2 separate regions of the Mus musculus genome follow, and region 1 is linked to region 2. Evidence: chromatin contacts called from public promoter capture Hi-C data. All regions are on one chromosome and are shown on one strand. Each heading gives the region's core, a stretch centred on a gene start, on an enhancer-like site or on the middle of the called end of the contact. The rest is flanking DNA. Distances are from core to core; before and after follow the strand shown.

The links. Promoter capture Hi-C pulls out the DNA fragments that hold promoters and counts their contacts.
Region 1: a promoter capture Hi-C map of liver shows a contact between it and region 2, with 3 times the contacts expected there. The contact joins two enhancer-like sites. A contact is called at or near these places in 12 of 39 promoter capture datasets (the 3T3-L1 cell line, 3T3-L1-derived adipocytes, the HPC-7 cell line and 8 more), 8 of 484 Hi-C or Micro-C datasets (the HL-1 cell line, cerebellum, double positive thymocytes and 2 more), 2 of 115 datasets of contacts at active chromatin or transcription factors (intestinal crypt epithelium and liver) and 3 of 9 other capture datasets (adipose tissue, liver and pancreatic islet).

What each region holds. Positions count from the first base shown.
Region 1 is chr13:64,177,393-64,180,898 of GRCm38.p6, reverse strand. All of the region lies in intron 5 of Habp4 (hyaluronic acid binding protein 4), which reads right to left. Among named protein-coding and RNA genes, the nearest start is that of Habp4, 17 kb to the right of the region's middle. Within about 2 kb of position 1,413, at least 13 of the 459 cell types and tissues checked have an H3K27ac peak or open chromatin away from gene starts, as enhancers often do. A contact at or near this core is called in liver, where this site is marked.
Region 2 is chr13:64,103,873-64,107,161 of GRCm38.p6, reverse strand. It overlaps Slc35d2 (solute carrier family 35, member D2), which reads left to right. Exons shown (of 12, transcript NM_001001321.3): 8 at 55-147; 9 at 2,362-2,429. Among named protein-coding and RNA genes, the nearest start is that of Hsd17b3, 16 kb to the right of the region's middle. Within about 2 kb of position 1,276, at least 28 of the 459 cell types and tissues checked have an H3K27ac peak or open chromatin away from gene starts, as enhancers often do. A contact at or near this core is called in liver, where this site is marked.

The sequences.
Region 1 (3,506 bases), core at 164-2,663, 74 kb before region 2:
GTGGCTCACAAGCAGCTGTAGATTTGGTTCAAAGGAATCTACTGCTCTTTTCTGGTGCCACAGGTACCAGGCATTCATGTGGTGCACACACACACACACACAGAGAGACAAAACATTCATACATGTAATTTTTAAAGAAAGAAAAGGGGAGTGTCTTTAAAGGCAATTAACAAGTTTTGACAAAGATTTTTTTTTTTTTTTTTTGGCTGGTGGGACCAAGTGTCTACTTCAGAAAAGAAAGTTATACTTTTGTGGGACTGTATTGGGGATGTGATTATCAACGTAGAAAACAGTCTGGGGGGCCGGAGAGATGGCTCAGTGGTTAAGAGCACTGACTGCTCTTCCAGAGGGCCTAAATTCAATTCCCAGCAAGCACATGGTGGCTCACAACCATCTGTATTGGGATGTGGTGCCCTCTTCTGGTATGCAAGTGTACATGCAGACAGAGCACTCATACATAGAAAAAGGAAGGGAAAGGGGAAGGGGAAGGGGAAGGGGAAGGGGAAGGGGAAGGGGAAGGGACGGAACAGTCTGGTCTTCAATTTTTTTTACAGAGTCGGGTGTCATGGCTCACATCTTTAATCTCAGACCTAGGCAGGCAGAGACAAGTGGATCTCTATGAGTTTGGTGCCATCCTGGTCTACACATCAGGCTCCAGGACAGCTGGGACTGACTACACAGCAAGTTCCAAGACATAGAGATCTTGTCTCAAATTTTTTTTTTCTGGGGACAAGAGAGATGGCTTAGTGGTTAAGAACACTGGCTGCTCTTCCAGAGGATCTGGGTTCAATTCCCAGCAACCACATGGCAGCTCACAGCTGTCTGCAACTCTAGTTCCAGGGGATCCAACACCCTTATACAGACATACATGCAGTCAAATCACCAATGTGCATAAGACTAAAATTTTAAAAATTATTAAATTTTCTGAGAGTTCATATATGATCCAGGAATTTCATACCTGAGAGAAATGAGAACGCGCATCCCTATCAAACACATACATGAATGTTTACAGTGGCTGTTATGTACAGCAGCCTCAAACTGGAAACTATTAGCATGTCTGTCACCTGACAAGTAGATAAACAAAACAGGGATTTTAAAATATAGGCCATAACATGACAGAAATTTAGACATATGGCAAGTGAAATAAGCTAACGTGTCTTCTCTTTTCTGTGTAAGATTCCGTTTATATGATCGGAAGAGGCAAGCTCAAAGACAAAACAGGGCAGTGTAGCAGGTGCCCTCAAACATCAGAACACTGATGAGGAACAATTCAGCTGCTGTCAGAACACAGGGAAGGATGGGTGTGACACACCAGTAAATTGGCTAAGTTGGAAGAATAAGCATGCATTTCAGGTTGTTCACTAAAACACTGGCTTACAGGACTTTAAGCTCTTCCATCAAGTTCTAAGCCTGGGAGGTGAAGGTCCACTGTGGCGGAATGGGGAAAGCCCCAGTGTCAACTCAATCAGCCAGAGCTGGGGTGGCAGGTCATCGATCGTATCAAGAAACGGAATTCTTAAACCATCAACAATGACACAGCTGCTGGGAGATTAGTGTGATTTTAAAGTCTGACAGAGCCACAGAAACAAGAATTCTCCCTGAAGAGTCCTACATAACTCGCTTTCCCAGCTCATAGAAATGAGTGTGTCTGTGACTTTAGTTAACGCAGTCTAAATAGGCACGTTAACTGTGAATCCTATTTTAAAAACACATTCTTAGTTGTTTTGAGCAGTAAATTCACAGCTGTCACAACCGTCAGTCACTGTCACTCGTGTAAGAGATGTAGGGGGCCCCTCCCTCTCTCCTATTTGTAGATAGGAGCATAGCTGAGCATAAAACACAGCCCTCACAACTCCAGTTGATTATTCCTATTAACAAATGAGGGCAGATTAAATAACTGGATCAAACTGGCTCAGTCTGCTCTGGCAGCTGAAGGGGGAGAAAGGGAGAATCAGCAGCAGGGTGAAGGGCAAGAATTCAGCAAACAGGGAAGGGGGGGGGAGGATAAGGTGTGTTCAGAAACGTGAAGTAGGGAGCCACAAAATGAGTCCTGAGAAGGCACGAGAGTGGTCAAACATGAGGCACTGGAGGGGTCTGAAGGGGTCGGAGAATGTGACACTCAGAACGCCCACATGACAGCCACTCTGGTGCAGAGAGAGGCTCGGGAGCTGCAGTGACAGCTGGACGTCAGAAGTTTAGGCTGTGCCGGTGACAGGGATGATTAGGGACACAATGAAGGCCTGAATTGGGGGTAGGAGAGGACTGAAAACTGGACTTCCAAGGGAGACTTAGAGGTTTCTGCTTGGGGAAGCTGATGAGTGTTGATGCTGGTCCGGAGCACAGACACCTGCTGAGGCCCAGGGGGTTGTGGGGAAGCAGGCAAGCAGCTCAGTCATGCTGAGCATGAGGTATCAGTGGCGAAGCAGGCGTAGGTGTGCAGGAGACAGACACACAGACCTCGGACCTCGGACTCGGGTTGAAGGATGAAGGCAAAGATCTGTATTTTGGTGTCAAAACACACATATGACAATTCGAGAGCAGGGTACATAAGATCACATAAAGACGGAGAAAGAGAACAGGCCTGAGGCAAAACTCTAATGAGTTTCGAAGGAGATGCTCAAGGCAGAGGGAACCCAGAGCGCAGTTAGCCAGAGAGCTGAGCTTAAGTCAACACAGATTTAGGTTGAAGTGGCCGCTAGGCCTGGTGAGGTGAGGGGGGAGTATTCAGAGGGTGATGACGACACAAAGCAGGCCTGGAGTTATAGAAACAAGTGATGGAGGAATGAACACAGCTCCGTGTAGGGCTAAGGGGAGACTTTAACATGAGACTGCATACACTTCAACTGTCCAGAAGACCAGAGCTGGGGAAAAAGACATGTACAAACTGAGGGTTGAGAAGGTCAGTGGGAATGACCCAAAACTGGAAGAGGTGGGAGAAGAGATGGGAAAAGGGAAGACCATCAACTTCCCAGCTGTGGAATTTCCATGAGGTGTGGCAATGATGTGGGGAAGTGCTGTCAGGGTCTTGGAGAATCCATGAAGTAGTGATGCTGGACAGTGCTGGCTGGTCTTCTCAGAAAACTGGCTATCAACACCTTACCAGATGCTACCGAGGGGGCTGCAGAGATGGCTCAGAGGTTAAGAGCACTGACTGCTCTTCCAGAGGTTCTGAGGAGTTCAGTTCCCAGCAGCCCCCGGGGTGGCTCACAACCACCTGTAATGGGACCCGATGCCCTCTTCTGGTGTGTGTCTGAAGACAGCAAAGGTGTGCTCGCATATATAAAAATAAATAAATCTTTAAAAAGAAAAAATAAAGATGTTACCACGTGGCTAGTGAGATGGCTCGGTGGGTAACGCTGCTTGTTACACAAGCCTGGTGACCTGAGATTGAGCCCTGGAACCCACATCAAGGTGGAAGGCGAGAACCAACTCTACAAATTGTTCTCTGACCTCCGCGTGCACGTGCGATGCATATACACACACAATAGTAAGAAAGTAACCAAACC
Region 2 (3,289 bases), core at 27-2,526:
AAGACACGATACCTTAGAGCTCTAGAGTTGAATGCAATCTTCTTATTTTCACAGGAGCTGGGGAAATATGGAGTGCTTTTCTATAATGCCTGCTTCATGCTCATCCCAACTGTCATTATTAGCGTCTCTACTGGAGACTTTCAGCAGGTAAATATGGCCCGTGTTATAAACATGGTTAAGGTAGGTGAGGCCGAGCTAGGTGTGCTAGGGTGAGTGTGTTCAGTGTGTCATTGACTTTGTTGTATTTTTTTACTTTGTGGGTAAATTGAGAGTTAGACTCTTTGTTAGTGGAGAAGTAATTTATTAAATTCTCATATTCTAGGAGAACTTTGCCTCCTGATGTGGTGCTAGTTCACCCACTGCTTGCCCTCTCTGGCCTCTTCAGTTTAGACTCTAGAGATTTAGGCAGAAGCTCTCTGAATTGAGCGATTACCAGGCACTGAAATTGCAGATGGACTGGAGAGCTTTGTAGAATTATTATTTAGAAATATATATATATAACTAGAATAATACACTGAAAGATCTAAGAGCAATATCCAGGGCTGGGGATGTAGCTCAGTGGTAGAACACTGGCTGGCATGCACAGGACTGTGGGTTTGATCCTCAGTGCCACAAAGGGGAGTGGGGGGATCAAAGGACTTTTTTTATTCCTCTAAAATGATAAAATACAAAAGCTATAATGTTTAGAATACAATTCATTTGGGCTGGAGAGATGGCACTTGCTGCCAAGCCTGATAACCTGAGTTCCATCGCCAGGAGCCATATTACATATCGAGAGAGCTGATTCTGGCAGACTGTCTGTGAGTACCGTGTGTGTGCTGTGTCTAAACCACATACCTACACCACACGCACGCACAAATGTAATAGAAAACCTAAAGATAAAATATGAGTATACCTTTACTAAAGTATTAGATGGCAAGAGATGACCAGAGATGTAGATATACACTGTAATTAGTAATGAAAATGAGGGAGAGTCCCTAGCAGGTAAATGTGATCTGTTTTCACTCGGCAACTATCTGAAATGTTCACTGAATTACTCCAAGATCTTTTAGCTGGTTGCATGACTGAGTCCATTTTAGATTATGAACTAAATATGATAAAGAGGGGAGTTCATGTACACTGAACTAAATACACTGGAAGCTGACGGATAACACGGAGTGAAATATTCTCTCTCTGTCATTGGAGGAAGAATGAATGAGTCAACAGGGAGAGATGGAAAGGCCAAAGTTTTTGGTGACTCACTACTCTGGGAAGTGAGTCCTGGACTTTGGACTTACAGTCGGTGGATTATTAACTGTGGGAAATGAAGTCAGAGATAGCAGCCCTTCTGTTAACAAACCCCAGGTCCTTGGGAGATGCTCATTTGACCTTCCCTCTAGGAGGCCAAAATACATGTAGTGTGTTGCAACTGAGGGAGAGGGATTTTAAAATATTGATTTTTTTTCTGATTGACCCCCCCAAAGTGCAAAAGATTCATAATCTAGCATGCTTTGTATATTCTGTTTCTTCAAATGTTACCAGTATAGATTCATTCTTAAAGATAGAAAACTAGTGTTTATTAAAGTGTGCACTGGTGAAGAACATATGTATTTTAAGAAATATTACTAAATAACCCTCTCTGGGTTTATGTTGTCCAGAGTAAATAATTTTTATTGATTGTTTATATAAATACTTCTAGCTCTTGGTTTTTAACTTATTACAATTTGGTTATTTAATTATGTGTGTGTGTGTGTGTGTGTGTGTGTGTGTGTGTGTGTGTGTGTGTGTGTGTGTGTGTATAAGGATGTTGCCTTAGTTAGTGACCAAGGCAACTCTTATAAGGACAACATTTAATTGGGGCTGGCTTACAGGTTCAGAGGTTCGGTCCATTATCATCCAGGCAGGAACATGGCAGCATCCAGGCAGAAATGGTGCAGGAGGAGCTGAAAGTTCTACATCTTCATCAGAAGGCTGCCAGCAGAAGACTGGCTTCCAGGCAGCTAGGATAAGGTTCTTATACACTTATGGTGACACACCTACTCCAACAAGGCCACACCTCCAAATAGTGCCACTTCCTAGGCCAAGCATGTACAAGCCATCACAGATGTACTCATGACACGCTGCACATAGGGAATCAGAAGGCTACTCAATAAGTAACAGCAAAACCTTTTTATGATGGAAACTTTCAAACGTAAAGGTTTGGAAAGTAGTACAATAAGCCCCTGTTTAACTAGTTATTGATATTTAATGCATTGTCTCTTTGATAGAACTGTGTAATTATTGTCAATGCATCAATGGCACAAAAGGTGGTAAGGTTGTGCTAACTGGATTTAAGCTGAACTGTCACTAACCGCACGATGGATCTTTTCTTTGTCATCACAGGCCACTGAATTCAGACACTGGAAGAATGTCTTATTTATCATACAGTTTCTCCTTTCCTGTCTTTTGGGGTAAGAAACTGTATGTAAGTGGAGAAGTCGGTTGATGGTATTTCTTGACAAGTCAGATCTAATTTGTCTGCCTGTCTCTTCTGCCAGAATCCTCTTTCTTGTGTTTCTCTTGACTTTATCTGGGCAGGGCACCCCTCCCCTGTACTCCCAACACACACACAAGCCCTGCATTTGCAGGCTCTGTTGGTGCTGGAAGTACCGACTTTATATCCTGGTGGGTCCAAACACTTCAGTATCACAGCTATTTACAGAGGTCAGAGAGAGTGCTGGGTCCCCTGGAACTGGAGTTACAAGGTGGTACAGTCATCATGAGGGCAGTAAGAACCCAATCCAGGTCCTCTGCAAGAGCAGCAGGCGCTCTTAACACACTGAGCTGTGTCTCTGGTCTCTGTTACCCCTCCCTTTAGCTTTATTGGATTTAATAGTTATTCTGGTGATGGAGTTCTTAATTTAATTTATTATTACTCTCTCTCTCTCTCTCCCTCTCTGTGTGTGTGTGTGTGTGTGTGTGTGTGTATGTATCTGTCTGTCTACCCATGTGCCACAGCACACGTGTGGAGGTTCAATCTTGGATTTGACACTTAACTAGCTCTGGGTCTGTGGACAAGCTGCTTAGCCTCTCCGAGCCTCATGCTGCTTTATCTTTGAAATGGGAATGTTGAGCTCAAGAATCACATTCATGGGGCTGGGATATGCAAGCTGGAGGATTTAATTGTAAAGTGGACTTGGGACATACTAAACATATAGAAGGGGGTCAGTAAGAAATGCTAAGCTGTGCACTGTGGAGTACGCCTGTAGTTCCGTCACCCGAGAGGTTGAGGATGGAGATTCTTAAAGTTCACAGCCTGACTGAGTTAGAA